Regions from separate parts of the Ovis aries genome. Here region 2 is linked to region 1. Evidence: chromatin contacts called from public Hi-C data. All regions are on one chromosome and are shown on one strand. The core of a region is the stretch at or near the end of the contact, and the rest is flanking DNA. Distances in the headings are between cores, read along the strand shown. Region 1 has its middle 54 kb from the start of SELENOF. Region 2 overlaps HS2ST1 (heparan sulfate 2-O-sulfotransferase 1).

Evidence for each region. A called contact is a pair of places that touch in the nucleus more often than the background predicts.
Region 2: a Hi-C map of hypothalamus shows a contact between it and region 1, with 7 times the contacts expected there. The contact joins two enhancer-like sites. A contact is called at or near these places in 11 of 16 Hi-C or Micro-C datasets (blood, hypothalamus, liver and 6 more).

Annotation. Positions count from the first base shown.
Region 1 is chr1:63,950,796-63,957,209 of ARS-UI_Ramb_v3.0, forward strand. No RefSeq gene overlaps it. Among named protein-coding and RNA genes, the nearest start is that of SELENOF, 54 kb to the right of the region's middle. Within about 2 kb of position 2,241, at least 9 of the 54 cell types and tissues checked have an H3K27ac peak or open chromatin away from gene starts, as enhancers often do. A contact at or near this core is called in hypothalamus, where this site is marked.
Region 2 is chr1:64,165,948-64,171,944 of ARS-UI_Ramb_v3.0, forward strand. HS2ST1 (heparan sulfate 2-O-sulfotransferase 1) reads left to right here. Exons shown (of 7, transcript XM_012175327.5): 3 at 3,954-4,039. Among named protein-coding and RNA genes, the nearest start is that of HS2ST1, 160 kb to the left of the region's middle. Within about 2 kb of position 2,049, at least 3 of the 54 cell types and tissues checked have an H3K27ac peak or open chromatin away from gene starts, as enhancers often do. A contact at or near this core is called in hypothalamus, where this site is marked.

The sequences.
Region 1 (6,414 bases), core at 991-3,490:
CACCTGCCTCACCACCCTGCTGCTCCCAGACTAATGGGAAGGATGAAGGGGCTACTTCAAGAACAGTGAGGCCCCCAACACATGGACACACACCAGGAGCAATTGTCCCAGTGCCTGCGCAGTGTTAACCCAGAGGCAACCAGCCCATGCCATCCAACTTCAACTGCTGCCCACCGAAGGACCACTGCCAACTGTGGGTCAGGGCAACAAATCACTTTTACCCTGGCCACAGGGTCTACACTGAGGGGAACACACCACAGAAAGGCCCTGGGGCTGGCAGGTAAGTCCCCATTGATTTGGGTTTGCTTCTTCATGAGGAATAGGATTAGAAAGAGACTTAACACGTTTCACCTATCTTCTACCTGGCCCGTCTGAGACTCCAAAGGTAGCTAATCCCGGCCCCTACTGGAGACAGGCACCACTGTACTGTGGTCTGTTGTTAAGCCACCTCTCCTGGATTCAGCCCTGGCTGTGGGCACTGAGGGTGGACAGGCAGGACGGTGCTGCTGGACAAAGCCCATGGGCAGGGGTGGTATGACCTAGAATGCTGTTACTGCTTGAAGTCTGGCTAATGGTTACAATCTTCCCTGTATTGTGCCTGTTAAATGTCTCCATTTCATCCCTAGTCTGATCAGAGGCTTGACTAGGATTTGAGGATTCAGGGATAACAGTGGCATCACTGTGAAATGAGTTTGTGCGGTCAGTAAGACACCCTTGTTATCCTCCTCTGGACTTCCATGAAAAAAATTGACCCAACAAGCACCTGGCTCCAAAGTTTGCCCATCTTTTTACTCTCTAGCTGTCTGTCTCTGGACTGCATTTGTGGTGTCTGGGTTGCAGTGCACCTCTACATACCTGAGCCCAGGGATAGCATGGAAAAGGGGCAGACCAAGACGGCAAGGAGATGTAGGGGTGGAAAGCATGGTCAGGTCACTCGAGACGACTGTTCTCTTGCTCTCTGCTCATTTCCTGCTCTGCCAGTTCCTGCTTCACTCACATGACTATCTAGCCTCTTAATTACAGGGCTTAATCAGTAACTGGTTACAGGCTTGCCCCCTGCGCTAGCTGCTGGTTTCCCCTCATAACAGATGAACCAACCTGACGTCAATTCACCTATAAATCGTAGTCCCCTTCTCCCCCAAGAAGCAGAGATTGCTGCCATGCCCTGCCTGCTGTCTGCTGACCATGGTGGGATATTGCTCCAGGACCCTTCGCTTTGGACACGTAAGATCCCTTATCCAAAAAGCCACTGATGTCCCTGTCACTGTCTCTGGGCTCTTTCTTTGGTCTTGAGTCTGGGCAACTACAAGGATTGTAGGCCAGGGACTGCACCCCAACAGATGCCAAGGTTATAAAAGTCAAAAAGTGAGGAATGTTCCAGATTGAAAGATACCAAGAGAACACGGCATGAGGAACAGCACCTGTCTTTGGATTAAGTCCATTGTTGCAGAGGAACCTCTGAGACAACTGGGAAAACTTGAACGGGGTCTCTGGGAGACCTGGGAGAAGGATATAGAAGACTTTTCTGAGTGTGGCTGTTTCACCAAACGTTCCTGTAAAGGATTGTTATGGTAATTCAGGTCTCATGGATGAAACAGTGTCAGGTTGGTGGGAGATGGAGATGGGTATAAAACATGTGGCTCTGGACAAGATGGCATACTTGTAGGATAGGAGGAGAGTTAGTGGAGGGGTTTCACCAGGACAGTGAAATGGAAACTCACTTCTACCTTCCTGAGTGGAAATCAGCCACCAACAATCTTTGCCTGAGCACCTTAGCTTTGAACCAAGGTCCACAGACTTGTCACGTTGGTCTGTCTGCTAAATTCACCTCTGGGGTAGCCCCTGAAGGTGTTTTGGGAAGCAGTTGTGAGAGACAGTTGGAGCCTCATTTGCTGCTGCTGCTGGGGCTAAGTCGCTTCAGTCATGTCTGACTCTGCGACCCCATGGACTGCAGCCCACCAGGCTCCCCCGTCCCTGGGATTCTCCAGGCAAGGACACTGGAGTGGGTTGCCATTTCCTTCTCCAATGCATGAAAGTGAAAAGTGAAAGGGAAGTCGTGTCCGACTCCCAGCGACCCCATGCACCGCAGCCTCATTTGGAAACCTTGAAAACATGGGTGTGATGACTAGATTTGGCCAGCAGATGGCAGCATGCAATTTCGGGGAAAGAATGCAAGACAACCCCAGCTGGGAGGTCCAACTGCGGCTTCACTGTCAGCCAGCTGAGGGCAAAGGCCTGCCGGCTCAGTGAGTTGTTGGCCTTCTCTGAATTAAAGGGCTCCTGCCAGACAAAACCTCAGGCAGGCCAACCTCACTCTGGAAATAATGGGAGAAAGAGGAGGAAAATCAAAAGAAAGTCTTCATTGTGTTCTTTAAAGAAAGAAGGCTTTATTTCATTCTAACAAGGCAAAAAAGGAAAGAGAGAAGCCATAATTTAACAGACCCTGAATCAGACTCCTTGAGGGTCCCAAACCTTAAAAGGAAAGAGTTGGACTCACAAGTCATGGGGCCTAAAGTGACATTAAGTATTTAGATAATAATAAAAATGAAGCTTTGATTTTTATCTGTAAAACAGGGATGGAGATTTGAGAATTGTATGAATATCTTTGGTGTTTAGAGCAGGGACTGGTACAAGTAAGTATTCAATAGAAATCAGCTCAATTATGATTTTCTGAACACTTACTATGGGCCAGGGATTGGACTGTTTCATGCTATATCCTGATTTCTTATACTATACTTGTACTATATATTTTATCTCAATTGTTTAAATTTAAAGCTTAGGAAACTTGTCATTTAAACATTTACTGACTGCCTTCTAGGGCCACTGTGGATTCAGCAGAGGTAAGGACAGACCTGTCCTTCAAGAACCAACTCTAGGGACTTCCGTGGTGGTCCAGTGGTTAAGAATCCACCTTGCAACACAGGGGATCAGGGTTCAATCCCTGGTCAGGGAACTAAGATCCCACATGCCGAGGAGCAACTAAGCTGGAGTGCCACAACTACTGATCAGGAGTCCATGTGCCGCAACGAAAGATCCCACATGATGCAAGTAAGATCCAGTGCAGCCACATAAATAAATATTTTAAAAACCCAACAGATTGAAAAAGAGAAAGAAAGAACCAACTCTACAGGTGGGTGCATAGAGCTAGTTAGGAAAAGAGTGAAAATTTAAAACCAAGACTGATTCAAAAACCTGCTTCTACTACCTTCCATAATAAAGAGACCTAACTTTTACAGATGCCTATTGTAACAGACACTTTACCTGTTCAATTTTCATATTGACCCAAACGAGGTAGCAATTGTCACCACTGTTTTACAAATGCTGCTGCTGCTAAGTTGCTTTAGTCGTGTCCGACTCTGTGCGACCTCATGGACGACAGCCCACCAGGTTCCGCCGTCCCTGGGATTCTCCAGGCAAGAGCACTGGAATGGGTTGCCATTTCCTTCTCCAATGCATGAAGAAATATTAAATGAATTCCTCAGTGGCCATAGTGATAAGGAGCAGTCAAGCTTTATGTACTTGAAGCCCATCTTCTTTGCATGGCAACACTCTAGATGATTCCAAGGATCAGAAGAGATCTATACCAGCAGCACCTCATTCTGTCCAAATGTGAATTCCAACACTGACAGGTCATGAAATCAGAAAGGTATCTTGGAGGTAAGGATCCTTCAAGTCTTCAGATTCAGGTGCTTTTTGTTTGCTTGCTTTGCTTTTGTTTTTTCTTTTGCATGTTGCTGAAGCAGCTTTGGGCTCCCCTGGTGTCTCAGACAGTAAAGAATCCACCTGCGATGCAGGAGATCTTAGCAGCAGGATTCAGAATTGAAAGATCCAAAACTGACACTTTGCTCTTTCATGAGCTGCACGATTGTAAAGCAAGTCATTTAGACTTTCTGGTACTCAATTTCCTCATGGAAGATAATATGTATGACATTGGAAAACTGAAGATTCAGTAAGATAGTTTATGTAAAACCGCTTTGTACAGCCTAAAGGGAAATTGAAGAATTACGTCAATCCTTGTCAAAAATTTTTCCTGTGAAATCTAGTTCAAGACTTGCTATTCAACATCCTTTGTCCTGGATTCAAACTATCTTCCTAGTCTTAACCCTTATGTTTTTAAGTAGAGGTAGGAATTCTAGTTTAAACTGGCTTAAGAGATAAAGGGAATTCATTGATGTCGTAATTAACTGGCTAATGGATTACTCACAGATTGTTTCAGCTTCAGGAGTGAATTGATCAGAAACGAGGTTTTATCTTTCTACCTTCGGGATGCCTTTCAGCTGTGCTGGCTTCATTCTTAGTCAAGCTCTGCCCTCATGGTCACGAGCTGGTTGCAGCAGCTCCTGTCTCTACATCCTCTTAATTTCAAATCCAGTGGAAAGAGACTTTACAGTTAAATTCTGGATAAAACTCTGTCACTTTCAACACATGTCTTGCCTCTGATTCTCACTGGTCCAAATTGAGTTACATGCCCATCATTGAATCAGTCACTCTGGGGCTAGATTATGCTGACTAACTGAACCCAGTTGGGACCCGAATTAGAAGCTGAAGGTTGTCAATCTCTTACTACTAATGAGATGGAGAAGGAAATGGCAGCCCACTCCAGTATTCTTGCCTGGAGAATCCCATGGACAGAGGAGCCTGGTGGGCTACAGTCCACGGGGTTGCAAAGAGTCAGACACGACTGAGCGACTTCACTTCACTAATGAGATAACTACAGGGAGGGGTTATTCTCAAAATACAATATGTCATATTATTTCCAGTAGAAAAAGGATGAATAATTGTGGCTGAGTGGCAAAAACAGAACTCTCACATGTCTGCAGTAGTCGGATTGAACTATTATACGGTGTCTGAAGCACATCCTGTAATTTCTGGCTGACAGGCCCATGGTCATGTTGTTCTCTTCATCTAGAACATTCCTCCAAGCTCTGTCAACCAATTTCTCCTTGGTTTCCACAAGTCTTAGTTTCTTTTTTAAAATTTTTCTATTGATTTTTTTTCTTTTTTAGTCTCTGCTTCATTTATTTCTGCTCTGATTTTTATGATTTAGTTCCTTCTACTAACTTTGGGTTTTGCTTGTTCTTTCTCTGGTTCCTTTAGGTATAAAGTTAGGTTGATGAGATTTTTCTTATTTCCTGAGGCAAGCTTGCATTGCTATAAGCTTTGCTCTTAGAACTGCTTTTGCTGTATCCTGAGAGGGTGTGGGGATGCCAGGCCACTGTTGGGAGGGGCCGGGTCCCTGGCGCTAAGATTAAAGAGAGTATTCCAAAATGGCTCTTTTAAGTACCAGTGTTACTGTGATTAAATATGCTCCCCAAAAGGGCTGCCACCAGCATCTCCATCCCCAGGGGTGTCCCAGTTGCCTCCTGTCTCCCTAGGAGGCTCCCTGAGATTAGCAAGTAGATCTGAATAAGCCTCCTTTCAAACTATTGCCTCTGCTCTGAGACTTACAGCATGTGAGCTTTTGAATGAATCCTGTAAGAGTGAAATCTCTGTTTCTTGTAGCTTTCTAGATCTTCTGACTGTAAATCCCATTGGCTGTTGAAGCCAGGCATTCTCATTTGTTCCCTCTGGGGCCCCTGGGCCAGGGAGGCTGATGTGGAGCTCAATTTCTTTGCTCCTTGGAGAGGGCCTCTGTGATTGTGATATTCTCCCCATATGTGGGTCACTGACTTGGGGGTATGAGTCTTGACTATGCCACATCTCTGCCCCTCCTACATGTTTCACTGTTGTTTTCTTTATATCTTTAGTCTTGGAAAATCTTTTATGCTAGTACTTTAGATGGTTTTCAAAGCATTTGTAGTCTTGGTGTGTCCATGGGAGGAAATGAGTTCTGGTTCTTCCTACTTTGCCATCCTGACCACCTTTCCCAGTGAGGAATATTTAAAGAAGGAAATACTTAAATAACAGTTTCTACATAACCAGACATACTATCATTACAACAAGACTCCAAGGAATGGCAAGGTACCTCAGGGCTAGTGACAGCAAGGAAGTGTTACTGCTCTTAGATAGGATTGGGGCAGAGAATGAAACAGTTTCCCAAACCCATACAGCGCTGATGGAGGGAGTTACCCAGCAAGAGCTGTAATCTTTGAACCTAGCTATGGAAAAGACTTTGAGGCTGGGAGGGATTGGGGGCAGGAGGAGAAGGGGACGACAGAGGATGAGATGGCTGGATGGCATCACTGACTCGATGGATGTGAATCTGAGTGAACTCCAGGAGTTGGTGATGGACAGGGAGGCCTGGCGTGCTGCGATTCATGGGGTCTCAAAGAGTCGGACATGACTGAGCGACTAGACTGAACTGAACTGAACTGAGCCAGGTGAATCTGTACCCTGACCTCTCTCTCCTTTCATCCCCTTTCCACTAGTTTCCTACTGGCTGAACCCAACAGGAAGTCAAAGCACAGAAAACCT
Region 2 (5,997 bases), core at 799-3,298, 210 kb after region 1:
TGTAGAATTTCAGTCATATATAAATGACACTTATAAATGCTCAGACTTTTCTCCAGATTAGTGTGAACTACCACTTTAACCTTATTGACAGTATTTGTTTACTTAGCACTTTTTGCTTCCCTCTGAAGGGAAGGTAAATCTCAGCTCAGCATCTTTGAATTTATTGCAAATCAGCCACAGCTTTATTAATGAGATTTTAACAGATTGCCTTAGTTAAATGTTGATTAGATGAAAGAAAAAAATACATTCACATATATATTAAGTTTGTAGCTTTCAGTATTCTCTTAGTTGGAGATTAGAGGAAGATTCTGTGTGTTTGGAGACTAGCAATAGTAGAGTGTAGGGAATTCCCAGATGGTCTGTGCTCCCAATGCAGGGGGCATGGGTTCGATCTCTGGTTAGGAACTAAGATCCCACATGCTATGCAACACGGCCAAAAAATTAAAAAATTAAAAAAAAAAAAAAGACTGTAGAGAATTTAGTAATGTACCTGAATATGCCTCAGAATGTATTTGGTATAATAAGATTCAAAGTCCTACATTTAGCCTGGGTCTCTTAGTTTTGACCAGCATTGTTCAGCAACCCTTGAGGTTACCCAGGACAATAAAAAGGCAAGACTAAGTCAGTGGCCATTGTCAAAAAATGGTTATTCAGTACAAGAGATAGTGCACAGAGTAGATTGGAAGTTGAGATTATAATGAATGTAAGCAGGAAGATATACAGTTGAGAGAGATATATCAACAGAGCTTTGAGATCTTGGAGATTTGACTGTCTGGATCTCAGGGATTTCCTGAGCATTGGACAGAACCTGAAATTCTCAGTGTCCTAGTCTGTTGATCAGTATTATGATGTCAAAGATATCTGTCTGCTTCTCTTTCAAGTCTTCTAGTCCCCAGACCTCTCCAACCTTGTTTAAATTGGACAATAATAGATTAAAGAAATTAGCCAGTGGTATAGAAGGATGCTGCCGCTGCTGCTGCTGCTGCTAAGTCGCTTCAGTCGTGTCCGACTCTGTGCGACCCCATAGACAGCAGCCCACCAGGCTCTGCCATCCCTGGGATTCTCCAGGCAAGAACACTGGAGTGGGTTGCCATTTCCTTCTCCATGCATGAAAGTGAAAAATGAAAGTGAAGTCACTGAGTCGTGTCCAACTCTCGGCGACTCCATGGACTGCAGCACACCAGGCTCCTCCGTCCATGGGATTTTCCAGGCAAGAGTATTGGAGTGGGGTGCCATTGCCTTCTCTGATAGGATGATTGGACCCAAAATCGGAGCTATGTGGTTCTTGGACTTCAGTTTCTGTAACATAAAGAGTACAAAATATCGAGGCCCCTTCTACCTCTAAAGTGCTGATTCTGCAAACAGGAAAGTTTGAGATCGGTGACAGCAGTGGATGCCTCTTGCCTTGTTCTGTTCTGCCTTCACCAGAGTACCCTGAGTCCAATGGAGGCACAGCCCTTTTATTTATTTTATTACTTTCTGTGTTCCTTGGAATGCTTTGGTTCCAGAGTGCTTCAGGCATCACTGTGTGGGCAGATGGAGGAGACTGAGTAGGCGGGGGCATCCTGTTTTATATGTTGTGGTAGCTTGTGTGTGTGTGTGTGTGTGTGTGTGTGTGTGTGTGTGTGTGTATGATCTGTATATGTGATAACATTTATACCACTGTTTTAGTTCAGCATACTTTTTTTTTTTCCATATCATGAAAGCAATAGCTGAGAGAGTATATCCTTGTTAAAGAGCCTCTATAGACCTCAGGCCTCCTTTGCAGGCAGTACAGAACGAGCTTCATGTTGATAAAACCAAGAGCTGGGTCCTGGGTCCACACATGCTAAAGGCTTGCTCCTCAGTGTCACCTGCTGACCTGGCCATGCTGTGGAAACTTTTTAGAAGTGCAGAATCTTGGACCCCACTCCAGACCTGCGGAGTCAGAGTCTGCATTTTAACAAGAGGTGGTAAAATGCAGGTGATTCATTTGCACACTGAGTTTGGGAAGCCCGGTAGCAGTCCAGGTCTCATCCAGCTTCAGGGCTTTTCACCTCACATTACAGAGCACGCAGCAGATGGAGTGTGTCTTCAGGAGAATTTAGTTTGATCTTGACCATCCTTTGGAAGGGTGGAGGGAAAAAGGATACTTGAAGTTTATACGTGTCTTTCATCCCAGTGTACTATGATCCTCTAACATTTGGCTTATATAACAGTGTTTTCTTAGGTTTCAATCTGTCATTCCCTTTCATTTCCCTCTTATACCATCACATCCATTTAAATCTCAGCTTCTGAAGAGCTCAGCTGTAAGTATCTTAAGCACCCTTGAACCACCATCTCCCATTCCTAGTCTCTTTGTCTTGTATTTCTTCCTCATTTGGGACTGAAATACTGAAAATTATTTTCACAGAACCAAAAGCTTATATAATTCACCATTAAGTAGAAATTATAAGGGTTTTTCATATTCAACATGTAAACTTTTTTAAGGATTCAGTTTATGGATTAAGTAGTATTTTATTTTCTGTTTCTTTTTCATTTGCCATTTGATATTTTTATTCTGTTTGATATCTTGAAGAACAAATAGGAAAGAACCTGAAATCTCAAGTCACATGTTTATTTGGCTCATTCGTTTTGGTGGGGACAATTTGTAAATATCTGCTGAAATAATATAATTGTGTACTCTCTAATACAACATAATTTTGTTATCTACATCCAATTTTCAGATTTTAATAATGTGTATGTGTAAAATAATAACATAAGGTTCTTTTCATTTCCCCTCCAAAAACTCCATTGTTTCTAACTCCATTGTTAGTATTTGAGTTATAAATTGAGTTATAAATCCTCCTTCCAGAATCTTCCATCTTGCCTTAGTTCACATCCTCTGACATAAGGCTGCTTCTGCAGTTTCCCTACTCTGTTCCTACCAGTGGGCCTTATCCAGGAGCCATCATTCATGGCTATTAATTTATTGACTAACCTGGTAAGAAGTGCTCCAGAATATCACCATGTAACTAACTGTTATAAAGTGTAAGTGAAGGACTGATGAATTGTCAGAAGTAGGTGATTGACAGTTCTGTGTCAGGGGCTGAGGTCGCAGCTTACAGGGGCTTTCCCTGCAGAGGGTGGTGGGCCGCCACCCCCAGCCATCCCCACACTGTCTCTAGTCTCCAGAAGAGATTCTTAACCACTTGCTGTTGATCCTGCAGAGATTTGATTATCAGAAATTTATATTATTTTTCTTTGAAGAATTATGTATCATAATTCTTATAATTCTGTTTTGTAGTTGGTTTATCAAGTTCTGTATTAACCAGTTCTTGAAACTTTAATATTTATACTTAAACTGTTGTATTAACTAATATTTTGTATACTTTTAATTCTAGTAGATTAAAATAGTAATATTTAGATATTTTTTAAAATTTATCTTTTAGCTTTTTTATCAACAAGTTGATGATATCTGCTCAACCATATGATATCTGCTCTTAGTGGTTTAAAGTCTTCTGATACTCATCTTTTCTTCACTCATTTGGTTTTAGGATTAGTTGATATTTGTTTTATTTGTTAGTCATTAGAAATGTGAATTTTTATGAATAACGAGTCTCTAGGAAGAAGAGATTTGCATAGACTATCCCCATATTGAATTGCTACCTGCTTCAGCTTGTGTGTTTGTATACCCTCCCCCCCACCATATAAATGTACTCACTGTACAGTATTGTAAATGGTTGCATTGTGCAATTTTGTTTTCAAGATCCTCTTTCACTCTTTTCTAAGAGTGGTGACAGTAGCTTCTCTATGATGCATTAGTAATTACAGGTCACACTATGCTTTTCTTAGTTGAAGCCTGTATTTCAAACTCCATAATTGTCAAAGTGGTGTGATCAGCTTTAAATGCCTAAATGAAAAGCATTTTGCTATCACAAAATTTTATTTTCTTTAAATTGTACTTAAGTAATGAGTATGTTCTCCTTTTTTAGGTGCGCTTTGTAAAGAATATAACTTCCTGGAAAGAGATGAAACCAGGGTTTTATCATGGGCACATTTCTTATTTGGATTTTGCAAAGTAAGTTATACCCAAAATTATACACGAAAGAATGCTTTGTACTTTAGCAACCTAAGAAGAGATAAAGTTATTAAATACTTGTGATTTTGGTTTCTAGAAGAGCACTGGCTTGTGCTTGCCGCTTTAGATATGGAATGTAAATATGCCTTCTAGTGTTTTACTGCCCTCTAGTGTTCATGAATTGATGATTGTCAGATTAACTTTAGAAATTTAAGGCAGATAAATTTAGGTAATGCCCTTTAAACTTATTTATCATTATATTTCTGCTTCATGTGCAATCAAATAACACTATTTCAGGAGAGTTCCAAGTTTTAACCTAGAAGCCAGTCGAATTATGACCTACCACATCATTGACTGAGAACAGAGAAAGCAAAGAAGCCGTTACTCACTTATTCATAACCTGAAGTGTCTGCTTCTCAGCCAAGACACACTTCCCCTCTGACTACCTTGTTTTAGCTTTACAATTGAGTTATGAAAAGACTTTTTTTTTAAGTGATTTTTCTTTATAGTGATTTGCCTGAAACTGGACCTAAATAACTCTAATTTTCCATGTTTTGGGGGAAGCATAGGATCAAGGTATTCCTGTCATAACTCTTTCCAGAAAAGTTAATAAAGTATAGGCCTTTGTACAGTATCCAAGCACTATGTGCCTCCCCCTAGAGTTTGTGCCACAGTAAGTACTAATCAGAAGACTGATTAAAAGGAATATTCTAAATATGTATAGTTTGGTGAATCTATTTAAATATTTTTTTGTAGCACATAGAGTTATTATTGTTGGAAAACCTCAAATGCAAATCTATCCCCTAATAAAACTATTCCAAAAACATTAAAAATGTTTTTAAATATTATTTTTTGTTAGGTGGACCAGTTTTAATGTTTTTATTGAACTTGTTAGAGTATTGCATCTGTTTTATTTTTTTGGCTGCGAAGCGCGTGGAATCTTACTTTCCAGATAAGGGACTGAACCCACATTCGAAGGCAAAGTCGTAGCCACTGGACTGCCAGGGAGGTCCCCTACTTTTAAATTATTTAATCTTAGATGTGTTTGCTCAGTCATTTCTTTAGCAGTCATGACTTCAGAGCAGTATATCCCCTTGTATTTGACAACTTCAAAGAGCATTCTGTGTAAAATCCAAAAGTTAAATTGATGTCCCACTATCATTTCAACTTTTCAAATTTGAAAAGAAAAACAGTTGAATGAAATGTTGCAGATTCACATTGATAATAACTCTTAACTTTCTTGGAAAGCAAGTAATTGAAAGGAATCTCCCAAATGTTACACACATGAAACAGCATATTCTCGTTTCTGGTTCCTCCTACAGCACTCAGGGTCTTTCGGTAAAATATTAGCTTTAAAGTTAGATGTGCATGTTTCTGTAAATTATTCATGCAGCAGTATTGAAAACATTCTATAGGCAGCTTTAAAATAAACTAATTATTTTTCTTTGCAGAGGGACTGAACCAATTTCATAAACTTCATTCATATGCATATTCCCTCAGGGCTGCATTATCCTTCAATTGAATGTTTGTTACCCTTTCACGTAAATGATTTTTTTCCCCCCACACATAGCTTGGCTTCATACTTGAGGTTTTCATTATTACAATAATATTGAGTACTTTTGCTTTTGGCAGAAGTCTTCGAATGAAACTCTGGTGTATGCTAGGGTTCTTACAGTTGAAAAAATACAGAGTTCTTGGAAAGATTAATCTCATGTATTAAATACTGATATGAACATTTAAGGATTTGAATATTTTCATAATATGTTTCATTTTATTGGAAGCAAAAAGTATTATGAAAAATTTTGATAGACCTTTACAAGATTTTAAACAAATACCTTAAAAAAATCAACTAGAGAAAATGTATTTTGATGTATATAGTCACAAACTATTTTAGATATAACTAGTATCTTTTAAAATGATTTTTAGTTTGACTGTCATACTCACCACAAGTAAGGAAG